Linked DNA regions of Mus musculus: region 2 is linked to region 1. A link is a contact called in public Hi-C data. All regions are on one chromosome and are shown on one strand. Each heading gives the region's core, a stretch centred on a gene start, on an enhancer-like site or on the middle of the called end of the contact. The rest is flanking DNA. Distances are from core to core; before and after follow the strand shown.

What was found. Hi-C and Micro-C count contacts between places; a contact is called where the count stands out from the background.
Region 2: a Hi-C map of cortical neurons shows a contact between it and region 1, with 3 times the contacts expected there. The contact joins two enhancer-like sites. A contact is called at or near these places in 6 of 484 Hi-C or Micro-C datasets (brain, cerebral cortex, cortical neurons and 1 more).

Annotation. Positions count from the first base shown.
Region 1 is chr2:8,024,501-8,031,197 of GRCm38.p6, reverse strand. No RefSeq gene overlaps it. Among named protein-coding and RNA genes, the nearest start is that of Gm30904, 320 kb to the left of the region's middle. Within about 2 kb of position 4,302, at least 6 of the 459 cell types and tissues checked have an H3K27ac peak or open chromatin away from gene starts, as enhancers often do. A contact at or near this core is called in cortical neurons, where this site is marked.
Region 2 is chr2:8,376,595-8,383,291 of GRCm38.p6, reverse strand. No RefSeq gene overlaps it. Among named protein-coding and RNA genes, the nearest start is that of Gm30904, 35 kb to the right of the region's middle. Within about 2 kb of position 2,846, at least 8 of the 459 cell types and tissues checked have an H3K27ac peak or open chromatin away from gene starts, as enhancers often do. A contact at or near this core is called in cortical neurons, where this site is marked.

The sequences.
Region 1 (6,697 bases), core at 3,053-5,552:
ATGTAGAGGGAGGTACGGAGATTCTTAGTAAGACCATGCAATGTTCTTAGCAGACAGCTCACAGCTGACTGTCTTCAGCTTCAGGTGAATGGACACTGTTTTCTGACATCCATGAGCACCTATCTGCATTCAGCTCGCATATTCTTTCTCCCAGGATATACCCATTGTTTTATAAGCCAATCTTGAAAACATATCATAAGCACTCAGTACATGAGAGCGTCTACTACTTTGAGTTCTTCTGTTGTTGTATTCTTCACAATTGCTGCCCTCCATGCATGGGAACTTTCATGGCATCACTGCAAAATTTTTCCCACTGAGCTCTAGTCTTAAATTCCTTTAGAATATAACCCTGTAGCCAGAGAGAAGGCAAGGGGGAGGGGGGGGCTCTGAAATGAAAGACTACTTGAGCTCACCACACTTACCCCCTCTCATCTTTCAAATCCTTTTTACTCCTGAAAAAAAGAACTCAGGTCACCATTCTCTTGCCTATATTTCCATCTGTGTGCCCGGGTATTTTGGTGTGTCTGTTTCAACCATTCCAAAATCTGTGTTTATAATCTGCCATGCCTTTTCTTCCCAAACAATACGCATGTTCTTTGCTGTGTAAATAACATTCTCTTCACATTTTCACCCTCTGGGGCAAACCAAGTATCCTCCTTTCATCATTTCTTCTTCTTAAAAATAGATGTTTTGTGTTCTTATTATACTGGCCCTTATTAGTGCTCTCTCTTAATTTGTGGTTCTGGAATTTTAAAAAATTCAGTATCTCTCTAGAGACTTGTTGACTTACAGTCTATTTCCTATCTCTTGCTTATTTTGTACACAAAGAACATTTTCTTACTGAGAATAAATGGCCTCCAGGGGTAACATAGCGTGTCTGAAGCTTTGTCCTCTCTATTGGATCGCCAAGATAGAATTTTGAAAGATGAGTGTCACCAGTGTCCCTAGGGACATTTGTGGACTGGCTCCTAGAAATGTATAGATCACTTGTGTCCCTTTGATATAGACATTTTGTTGTTGTTATACCTGTTTGTTATTATTTTTGTCTCTTTTGCAAATGAAGAAAGAAGTAGCAAAAAAACATTAAAAAAACCAAAAACAGAAATCAGAAAACAAAAAACAAAAACATCCTATGAATGACTTGAGTTCCCCTTCCCTTGAAATGAAGGCTACCTCACGATTGGGTCATGTTCTTTCCTGAGGAAAGACAGAGAGGCTTCAAGTGAAACAACAAGCGTCAAGCTGTGAAGCAGTGATGACCCATCTATCTGGAGGAGGAGTACTCACAGCCCTGGGGAGCTTATTTGGGTCTTAAGTTTGAACAGTTAAAGAACAAACCCCTCAGTGAGCTGGGCTAGGGACAGGGACAAATGAGTGTGGCAAGCAATTGGGACAAAAAGACAAACACATCGAGTTTTCTTTTAAGTTCCACGCAAATGCAGGAAGCCTTGCAAGAGATGTCAGAGTATAAGGATCTGAGGTGTTTTTCCTAAAGAGAATACTTTTCCATGTCTAAAGTCTTAAGTGTAAAAAAGAAAGTTGTCATTGAGGTACACTGTAGATTTTTCATTTCTTAAAAAAAAAAAAAAATCCCTCAAATTTGATTTGAGGACAAATTCAGCATTTTTTAAATTACTTATGTAGAAGAGGATATTTTAGATATTTTTCAGCTCCATTAAACATCAGCTCTGACTGAAAAAAAAAATATACGCCTAGGTGGGTGTTGATTAATGGTGCTAAGAACACTTTGTGTAGGATTTTATGCTAATTACCCTTTATACCCTCACCCGTGTCAATTTTAACAATCTAAATTAGCATTTTCTCCGAGGACTCAGAAATGTGAGAACTGGGAAATTGGCTCAGTAAAGCTGAGTTAGCAGTGAGAAAATTGAGATGTTCTATATTTCTGTATTAACATCTGCTGCTTGTTCAAAGCGTGATCCTTTCAAAATGATGAAGATATTGGGGAGAAAATGGAAAACAATGGAACAAAAAACTCATACTTCATAATTTTTTGTAAAAAATGCAGCATTTGACATTGCAATCAACCATTCTACGTAATAATGTCTGGAATAATGGAATTTTGGATATATAATGTTTGAAATTGATTACATTATTTCGGGTGTAAATATTTTAGCTTCTCTGTGACTTCAGCACCTGTATAATAGAACAAGCTCCCAGAGATATTTATTTATGAAAAATATCAAGCAAACTCCCAATAAAATTAACTTCCATTGTGTTTATTTCTGAACTTGTTCTAATGGGAAACAGGCATTTTCAGTTGATTCTTTGTAAAATGAAATGCCAAATATCATCACGAGGAATGATTTATGGAATTTGCGCACCTCACAATGGTGACTATAGGCTTAAGACAGTTAAAAGGAGGAAATAGGGTCTGGAGATATGGTTAAATTGCTAAGAGGACTTCTTGCCCTTCGAGAGGTTCCATGTTCACTTTCTAGCAACTATGTTAGTGGCTTACAAACACAAATTCAGGCATCCAATGTCCTCTTCTGGCCTCTGCAAACTGCATACATAAAGCATAAATTCACATAGATTCATACACATAAACACACATACACACATCTGAATTTTCTATATATTTTAAATTTTAAATATATAATATAAATATATATAACATATTTTAAAATTATATATATAATCAGATGTAGAAGTTGTTGCAAGCATAGAGGTACATAGCTATAATCCTACACTCAGGAGGAAGACAGGAAGATGACAAGTTGGGTGCTTGTCTGGGCTACAGAATAAGACCCTGTTTCCTCAAACACCAAGGACTGAGGAGGAAGCTCATTCAACATATACTGAAAGCTCTAGATTTAGGCCCCAGTAACACACATAGAAAGTCTGATATGGTGGTGTCTTAGTTAGGATTTCATTACTGTGAACAGACACCATGACCCAGGCAGCTCTTACAAAGGCAAACATTTAATTGTGGCTGGCTTAACAGTGTCAGAGAGTCATTCCATTATCACCACGGCAGAAAGCATGGCAGCACACAGGTAGTCATGGTGTCTGTTCACAGTAGATATAAAGTGCACAGCAATGGTCTTTTTTTGTCACTTTTTGTGTCTGTGTGTACCTATGAGCATGTATGTGTATGTTCACATAGGATGGGTACACACATATGAAGGCTCAAAGATTGATTTGGGTGTATTCTGTATTCTTGAGATTATCTTTTTTGAAACATGGTCTCAGTGGCCTGGAACTTTCTGAGTAGGTTAGATGAGTTGAATACCAAGTACCAGGGATCTATGTGTCTCTGCCTCCCCAGTACTAGATTTCAAATGCACTGCATTACACATGTGAGTTCTCACATAACTCAGTCCTCCTGCTTGTTGGCTCAGAAGTTTATTATGTTATTTCCTAACCCTTTTATCTGTTACATTATGGACTTTTTCTATACTGGTAAGCTGCCCAGTTCCTTGTCAGCACACACTCCAAGTGCTAAGATGCAGACAGTGCTACAACATGGTTAATTAAAGGCATTTTTTTCAGTTTCAGATAAAATTGCAATTGCTAGGCAGCCAGTGGTAAGCCATGTATAACTTTGTCATGTACCCATGTCAGTAAAACCTGAGCATCTTGATTAATGACTGTAGGGTCACTGCTGTACAGTGTCAAAATTCTTTGAATTCTTCTCTAAATTCAAAACCTATCCCTGCTGACTGTTAGGAGCAGAAACCGGGGATTATGCTAATTTGGATTATTAATTAGCTGTTCTATTTCCCCAGAATGCAAGGGATGACATCTATACCAACACGCCTGTCTATCCCTCCAATAGCAAGAAGAGACAGAAGAAAAGCTGCTTCCAATGCTAAAGTTAGGATACTGCAAAGGGCTCTGGAAAACAGGGCTAGGTCGTGGGAATTTCTTAGCGCATCCATGATTGTTCAGAACACTGATGATGGGGGTTCTGTATGCAGATGAAGTCTCGGAGGCGTGGCCAGTATTCAGCATTCTACCTCTAACAGTGCTGCCTTCTTTTCACTGCTTAGTTAGAAGTATCCACAATATTTATAACATCCTTCCTCCTGTCTGGGGATTTTATTATAAGACAACAGGGACTGGAAAAACTATGGTCATGTAAAAACAGTTAACACAAGACCTTTTCATTCATGTAGTTTTTCATGTGTTCTGTATATGCATGTGTGTGTGTGCATGTGTGTATGTGCATGTGTGTGTGTGTGTGTGTGTACTCATATTTGCTCACGTGTGCACATACCTGTGGAGGCTGACGTTAATACTAGGCATCTTCTTGGATCGTGCTCCACTTTATACTCAGGCACAATCTCATCCGGAACCCGGTTGCCTAGGTAACCAGACATCTTCTGTCTTTGCTTCTTCAGTGAAATTATAGGTAGCCACCACAACTACATAGCTGTTAAGTGGGTTCTAGAGTTCCGAAGCTCAGTCTTCCTGCATGGCGAAACCTCTATCCACCGTGTCGTCTCCATAATCCTCATGACCAAGTTTACAACCTGCCTCAGTATTTAAGAGTGTGGGAGCACCTGGAACTTTGACGACCACAGTTCTATGATGCTATAATTCATGAGCTTTGGCCCTATATAATTTTCATTATCTTTGCCTCGGCATAGGAAGATTTTTGTAAACAGAAGCTTTACTCATTCAAATAATGCCAATTTCCCCAAAGTTGTCTCTGTATTTCAGAGTGTCTCATAAGTTTGGCAGACTGTACTGTTATACTGAGGCCATTGCTATAGTAGCATTGTTCTGTTTTATGTGTTCGATCCTATTTTCAGATTTTATTTTTATTTCAAAGTTCACCACCAAATGAATGCTCAGAAGACATTGATATCAGGTACTTTAAACATGAAAACACTAACAGGCTATTACGTAGCACATTAATACCACAGATTTCGCACAAAATTTCTGGTGAAAATAAAAATGTCATCATTTTTTGACAACATATGTTACTAACCTCAGTATTTCTATTTACCAATCAATGCAGCTTGAACTTGTCATTGCAATCTGAAACCAACCTGAAAGTTAGGAAAAATCTTACTTTTCCACAATGGTAATCACACTGAAAAGGTGTCCATAATGATAATAATTTGCATAATTTACATCATATTGTAATACATTTTTATAATTCAAAATGTTCATATTTAATGCTGATAATATACCCTATCCTAAGGTCATAGGGAATTTTTACTAATTCTCTAAGTAGAAAATATGCATAATTTATTTAACCATTTTCCTAAAATGTTAAGAATTTTGAAATCCAGCAACAATGGCTCCAAATCCTGATTATGCTGCTCAGGTTGGTAATAGTACCTGAGCTAACACAGACTCAGTCTCTTATAACTTCACTGTCACCATGTGTCATATGAGACATGTGTTAATATGATTAAAGGGAATGGTGGGAATGGAAAGAAACCTAAAACTCTAATGCTGTCCTTGGCCCACAAATCTATTCTCTTCCTTGAGTCTCACTTCTAACTCATGCACACCTGTCTTCCTTTAGTGACATTATCCAAGCTTGGCAAACAAGATTCTGCTTCCCCATTTTTAGGGGGTGGTCCTTTTTTTATATTGAGCCCACTATAGGTACTTCATTCAGTCTGTTATTTAAGCACATTTATTCTACTGATGTGTACTGACACCATTTAGAACTGGACAAAATGCTTTCGCCTCTGGCCATGATCTCTGAAGCCTCCTAGACTTCTTACCATTCTTCTTTCAGCAATTTATGTCTGAATTACTTAGGGTTTTACTGAACAGACACTATGACCAAGGCAACTCTTAAAACGACAACATTTAATTGGGCCGGCTTACAGGTTCAGAGATTCAGTCTATTATCATCAAGGCAGGAACATGGCAGCATCCAGGCAGGTATGGGACAGGAGAAGGTGAGAGTTCTACATCTACATTTTTTTTATTAGATATTTTCTTTATTTACATTTCAAATGCTATCCTGAAAGTTCCTTATACCCTCCTCCCGCCCTGCTCCCCTACCCACTCCCACTTCTTGGCCCTGGAGTTCCCCTGTACTGGGGCATATAAAGTTTGCAAGGCCAAGGGGCCTCTCTTCCCAATGATGGCCGACTAGGCCATCTTCTGCTACATATGTAGCTAAAGACAAAAGCTCTGGGGGTACCGGTTAGTTCATATTGTTGTTCCACCTATAGGGTTGCAGACCCCTTCAGCTCCTTGGGTACTTTCTCTAGCTCCTCCATTGGGGGCCCTGTGTTCCACCCAATTGCTGACTGTGAGCATCCACTTCTGTGTTTGCCAGACACTGGCATAGCCTCACAAGAGACAGCTATATCAGTGTCCTTTCAGCAAAATCTTGATGGCATATGTAATAGTGTCTGCATTTAGTGGATGATTATGGGATGGACTCGTGGGTGGGGTAGTCTCTGGATGGTCCATCCTTTTGTCATAGCTCCAAACTTTGTCTCTGTAACTCCTTCCATGGGTATTTTGTTCCTTATTCTAAGGAGGAATGAAGTATCCACACATTGGTCTTCCTTCTTACCGGAAGATCCAGCAATACCCAGAAGATGTTCCAACAGTTACTAAGGACACATGCTCCACTATATTCATAGCAGCCTTATTTATAATAGCCAGAAGCTGGATAGAACCCAGATGTCCCTCAACAGAGGAATGGATACAGAAAATGTGGTACATTTACACAATGGAGTACTACTCAGCT
Region 2 (6,697 bases), core at 1,597-4,096, 350 kb before region 1:
ATACTGTATCTAGTAAATGGATATCATTTTAATTCCTTGAGATTTTGAGTTTTTATAAGCCTGGAGGCCTTGGAACACTACCGATACAATCATAAAGAGTGGATACATGTCTCTTATTGGCAGGAGAGTTTCTTGAACAAATCCTGGGAATTTATAAGGAAGTGAAAACAGCATTGGTAGAACATTAGGCATTCACAAAATGAAGGCAGGGTGAGTGTAGTAAAGAAATACAAAATCTAGCACATACCTTGGTTTGTGTTGTAGGGAAGTTATGCTTTGAATGTTGGTGATCATGCCTCGAAATTTATTCTTTTCCTGAATTTCTCTGCAATGCTATGATTCTGTATTTATTCTTAAGAGGGGGATGACATTGTTTCTGTTTCCAAAAAAACCATGTAAATTGGTGTGTATTAAATTACCTTCTTTAATTATATAATTTCAGATCATTGAGAGGCATATTTTTCATATGCATACACATGAGAATTTTTTCTAAACTGACTTTGTCTTGGCGTTATAATCTTTCATATAAGCAGGCATAACTTAGACTCTGAGAATGCCATCTGATTTGTTATTTTGTTTATTGTTATATTCTTTTCATTAGCATCCCTCTAACTCTTTAATTGGAAAGGCACCCAAGTCTAATTCTCCAATAATGTATTTACAAAATTCCAAAGATTTCTCGTTCCTCTCTCTGCATGTTTCATATGTGTATATGTGTTCTTTGCATTTTCTGATGGTCATTATGAAATATATTTATATTTTCTGTTCTTGGGCATGGCTGTGTAGCTTTCCATTGTGAAAGTCACTTTTGTTTTTAAGCACGTTCTTTGAGCAACTTGACAAATGTTTTTTACTCTAGAAGAATTTATACAGAAAAATTATAAAATTATTATTGTTTATATAAGTGTGTTTACCTATAACATATGTGATATATTGTCTAAATACATGTTTTGGAGCCGATTCAAACAAAAGGCGACAATGTCACAAGAAAAAGTAGACAATATTGCAAGAAGGTTAAAAAAGAAAGAAGCCATCTTTGGGGCTGTAGAAATGGCTTAGAGGTTAAAAAAACTAGCTGCACTTGTAGAGGACCCATGTTGGTTCTTAGTACAAAGTGATGAGCTAACAATAATTTCTAAGCTCAGATCCAAAAGATTTGATGTTCTTTACTAGACTCTGTTCTTTAAAGACTCTGTTCTTTACCCCCCCCCCCCACACACACACACAAACGCAGTGCACATGTATACATACAAGCAAAATACTCATACACATAGAAAATGAAAATGAATACTGACAAAAAGGAAGGAGTGAAATCTTGGGAGCCATGCATTTCTTGGTTACATTTCAAGTTTATGTCTCAGCTATAAGAGGAGAGGGAGAGAGAGATGACACAGTGATTATCGGAACATACTGTTCTTGCAAAGGACCCTAGTTCAGTTCTCAGCACTCATATATGGTATCCAGACCCACCTGTAACTTCAACTCCACAGATTTTGATGCTAAAGTAGATAGAAAATATTTAATTCAGTTAGGTGACTGTGGGAATAATTTGAATAAGAAATTGAGTAAATTAATTCATTTTCAGTGTGGTTACAAATATTTGTTTTAGAATAAAATTTTATTCCAAATTGTCTCTCATACAATGTCTTTTCTATCTCTCCCTTACCCTCTCTAGTGCTCTCTCTCTGTCTCTGTCTCTGTCTCTCTGTCTCTCTCTCTCTGTGTATGTAAGTGTATTCACATTTCTTTAGAAATGTCATGTTATAGATTTCATTTTAAATATTGTCTACAGTGAAAAAAATAAAATCATACTTAACTCTAAGTCCTAGAAAAAAAGCCCTACATTTATATACAAGAAAACCTTTTATATACAAGTAGTACATCTAAGACTCAACAACCCATCTGTTACTAGGAAACTTGTTGACTTGTCATCCAATGCAGAATAGTAACATAATATAGTTGGAATGTAGTTCTGCCTAACATGATGTCTATGTAACTTCTACCACTATTGAATGGAAGATTCCAAAGTAGGGTGATGATGCAGGTATCAGATAAGGAACAGGTTGGTTCTCTTTCTATGGTTCTAATCTCTCCAACAAAGCCAGCTGATACTTCAGTTTGAGCCACTACTTTCCCTGAAGTTTCCCATACAACACTATAAACCTTTCAGAGTTGCTTTGTTATGTTAGAAGAGGCCAGAATAAAAGAAGCCTCAGCCCCTTCTTCTTATATACATTTCCTTTCCCTTTAAAAACCAGTTGCCCTTTTTGTACTTTATTTCAAAATGTTTCCCCAGTTTAACATTTCCTGGTAACAGATGGGTTCTTGAGTCTTAGATGTACTACTTGTATATAAAGGGTTTTCTTGTATATAAATGTAGGGCTTTTTTCTAGGACTTACAGTTAAATATGATTTTATTTTTTCACTGTAGACAATATTTAAAATGAAATCTATAACATGACATTTCTAAAGAAATGTGAATACATTTACATACACATAATTGTACTGAAACATCAGTACAATTGAAAATCTATGACCAGATAAACAGAAATTTATCCAATCTGTGATTGTTCCCCATAACTCTGATTCTTTATTGCATAAGGATCAAGTTGTATGTATGAAATATAACTAAAATTGTAATTGAGTAAATCACATCTAACAATAAACAGAATAACAGAATTATAAGCAATAAGATGCATTTTGAAGGGGAAAAAGGAAAGAAAAACCTAGCCTGCTAATGTTCAGTATCATCTTAGCATTGTATCTAGGAGAGTATTGGTCATAGAAGGAAGGGCCTATGGTGTTGCAGAAGATGCACAGTCATTACCTGGGTGATGATGGACCATAGAGGGAGCTGTTGCTCAAGGCATGGCAACCCATTTAGCATTACAGTGAAATTTTCACTGAAACAGAGTACTTTTAAAGCCTCACTTCTAAAACCTAAATTTATAGCTGAAATGTGAAGTAAAATGTCAGCGAGGTTGGTATTTTTGGAAGGAAATTATAATAAAAATTATCTCTCACCTTTTTGCTGAGAAATTTTTTCATGGGAAAAAATGTCTTTTATTATTCCAAACAAAAATATCTTTAAGAAGATGGAAATAATTCTGCATTGTTTTTGCCTGACATTGTACCCACTTTCATACTGATGGGATTTATTGGAAAGAACATAATCTTTAAATTTGAATTACATATACCTGTAGCAACTATATAAATTATCTTCAAAGCACCGACTTTTAAAATCATTTCATGGTATTTGGAAATCATAAATTTATGAATTAAGTGATAGTTGGCAGAGAAAAAACATGTTGCAGTAGGTCAAAATCATGGTGATTTATGGTTCTATAATCATCATAAAAATTCATTACACATATAAGACAAAGAAACATTTGGCTGGTGACAGAAACTGAAGACAAACAGCTTTCTGAAGTAATTGAACGTATAATCTGAATGTGTGCCACCTGGTTAGTTGAGAATTAGCCAACATGAATAATAACACTTCTTAAGAATGTACCCCATCAATTAGTATTAAAATGTGAGCTGCCACATGGATTGACACATTATGTGACAAAACTTAAAATAGCTTGTAAACTAGTATTCTCATGAAAGTCCTCGCCAGTGCCCCGAGGTAAACATAAATTCTATGATTGTGGACAACAGCTAAGACATCATTATTAATAGTCTTGTATTTTCTGTTGCAATTCAGAGGAGCATCTGAGAAGTGCACACAAAGCTTCCAGAAGACATAAACTTCAACTGCGTATGCCCTAGTGTCTTGATAGTTGAGGAACTTTGGAAGCATCATTTTTTTATTTTGTTTATTTTTTATTAGGTATTTATTTCATTTACATTTCCAATGCTATCCCAAAAGTCCCCTACCCACTCACTCCCACTTCTTGGCCCTGGCGTTCCCCTGTACTGAGGCAGATAAAGTTTGCATGACCAATGGGCCTCTTTCCACTGATGGCCAACTAGGCCATCTTTTGATACATATGCAGCTAGAGACACAAGCTCTGGGGGGGTACTGGCTAGTTCATATTGTTGTTCCACCTATAGGGTTGCAGACCCCTTTAGCTCCTTGGGTACTTTCTCTAGCTCCTCCATTGGGGGCCCTGTGATCCAGCCAATAGCTGACTGTGAGCATCCACTTCTGTGTTTGCTAGGCCCCGGCTTAGTCTCACAAGAGACAACTATATCTGGGTCCTTTCAGCAAAATCTTGCTAGTGTATGCAATGGTGTCAGCATTTGGAGGCTGATTATGGGATGGATCCCGGGATATGGAAGTCTCTAAATGGTCCATCCTTTCGTCTCAGCTCCAAACTGTGTGTCTGTAACTCCTTCCATGGGTGTTTTGTTAAACTGTATTCTCGTTCTTTGCTTGTTTGTTTGTTTACTTTAGGCATGCCAGATGTGTCGTCATTGACAGTTAGCTTCCGAGTGCAAAAGCTCTGTGATGTGGGCCGCATTGTTTTGCTAATCATCTTTCCATATTAGTAGAGAAAGGGCAGCTTTATGCTCCATTTATGATGTGACATTTTGATGATTTCTCATTAAAGCTCTCTGAAGGCTGTTATGTAGTCTTGTATATATACGTGTGTGCGTGTGTATGTATGTGGGTGTAATTATTGAAGAGAATATTAAATAAGAATATATGAGACATATGAGACATGAGATAGTCTTATTAAATGAGGATATCTTACGCGCGTTCGCAACCGGCCAGGAAAGACGCAACAAGCCAGAATCTTCTGCAGCAAAGCTTTATTGCTTACTCAGGAGCAAGAGAGGAAGAGCGTGGCAGAGAGAGGCAGAGAGAAAGAGAGAGAGAGAGGCAGAGAGAGAGGCAGAGAGAGGGGCAGAGAGGGAGAGAAAGAGACGAAGAGGCGAAGAGACGAAGAGGCGAAGAGGCGAAGAGGCGAAGAGAGGGAGTGCCAGAACCCTGTGCCTTTTAAGGAGAATTATCCTCCACGTAGGACGTGTCACTCCCTGATTGGCTGCAGCCCATCGGCCCAGTTGTCATCACGAGAAAGGCAGAGCACATGGCGGGAAAACTGCCCCTGCACATGTGCAGATTATTTACTACTTAGAACACAGCTGTCAGCGCTATCTTGTAATGGTAAATGTGAGTGCGGCTCCCCACATCTCCCCCTTTCCTTTTAATAAGAGCAATAGGCCACCCATATTATTGAGAGTGGAGATAGAGGTCAAATCCCCAGTGTGCAGGTAAAGGAGCTGTACACATAACCCCCTTCCAGGCTCATCACCCAGAGGGGTCCTGGTCTGGTCCCGTGTCGTTTTTCCTGGGGAGAAGGACGCTTGGACACTCAACCTTCTTGAAAATTGACATGTCTCCCTAGAATAGGCTCATATATGCCGCAGGGCCCTTCTACTGCAGTGCTTAGCCGTGCAACTCTCTCGGGTTGCTGAAGCACACTCACTCTATCCCGTGCAATGAGACTAGCCTCGTGGGGTGCAAGAGCGGAGTGGCCAGTGACCTATTGCTTAAGCATAGATATATCAGGGGAAGCACCATGTTCTAGAGCTGCAAGTGCCTGGGCAATAACCACCTTGTCTCTCCTAGTTTGGGCCTTAAGCTTACAGACCAACCAAAGAAGCAACACTAATCCACAGCAAAGTGTATCTACAAATAATCCCACCCCCACCCATTCTTTAAAGAAGGAAAATGATGAGGAGATCCAATTGGGTAATCCTTTGGTCAGGGACAGGTCCAAGCAAGTGGAGTTGACCTGAATGATGGCAATTCCCGAAGGGTCTGTTCAAATTCAGCCGTCCAATTCTGTAACATATACTGAGAAAGACTTTTTAACAAATTAGCTGCCCTAGTAAATTTCTCATACTGAATGGAAGTAACGCACAATCCCAGAAACTTTTGTTCACATCCCAGCTGAGCTATTTGCCATAATACATCTAGTTGTTCCTGGACAAGATCTATGCGTTGATTCATTTCTGCCCATGGAGCATTTTTGAGATTGGAGGATGGCGGCCGCTAAGCCTGCATTGGTGAGAGGTCTCCCAAGCTCCCGACAAACCCTGAGCCAGTCTTGTAAACCTTTGTTCTTTCTTGGGGCTATGGCCGCTCGGCATTCCTGCGTGGCTTGCTCATAAATGAGTTGTTCTACCAGAGGTGCGGCTTGCTCTGAATCTGCGAAAATACGCTCTGCTGCCTCTGTCATTCTGGCCACAAAATCTGAGAAGGACTCCTGGGGTTTCTGGACAATCTTTGTTAGTTGTCCAGTGGCTTCACCTGCTCGAAAGAGCGCCTTCCAGGCCCTAATAGCCTTTTCATCTGATTCAGAACTACTAAGAACTGGCTCCTTGAGCTCTTCTAGTGATGAGTATAGGCTCCTTCTCCTAGAGACCTCCGCTGATTGATCTTTTTTCTTTTCTTTTTCCTTCTTCTTCCTTCCAATCTCTCCCCAGGTATTTTTCCCTGACCCAAACTTTTCCTCGGGTTCAAGACCCTTGGAAAGGCCTGTATACTTATTTTGTGCACCATATTTCCTCTTTGCTCCTACCCTCTCTCCCCGCTTTACTTCTGATAGATTGCCCTGAATTTCATCCAGAATTTTCAGCCCTGCCTTAACCACTTGATAACATGTGAAAAGGAACAAAAAGGCTCCTAACACTGGAGAAAGTTCAAGGCCAAACATACCTTGTAAAGCTATTTCCCGCTTTACTT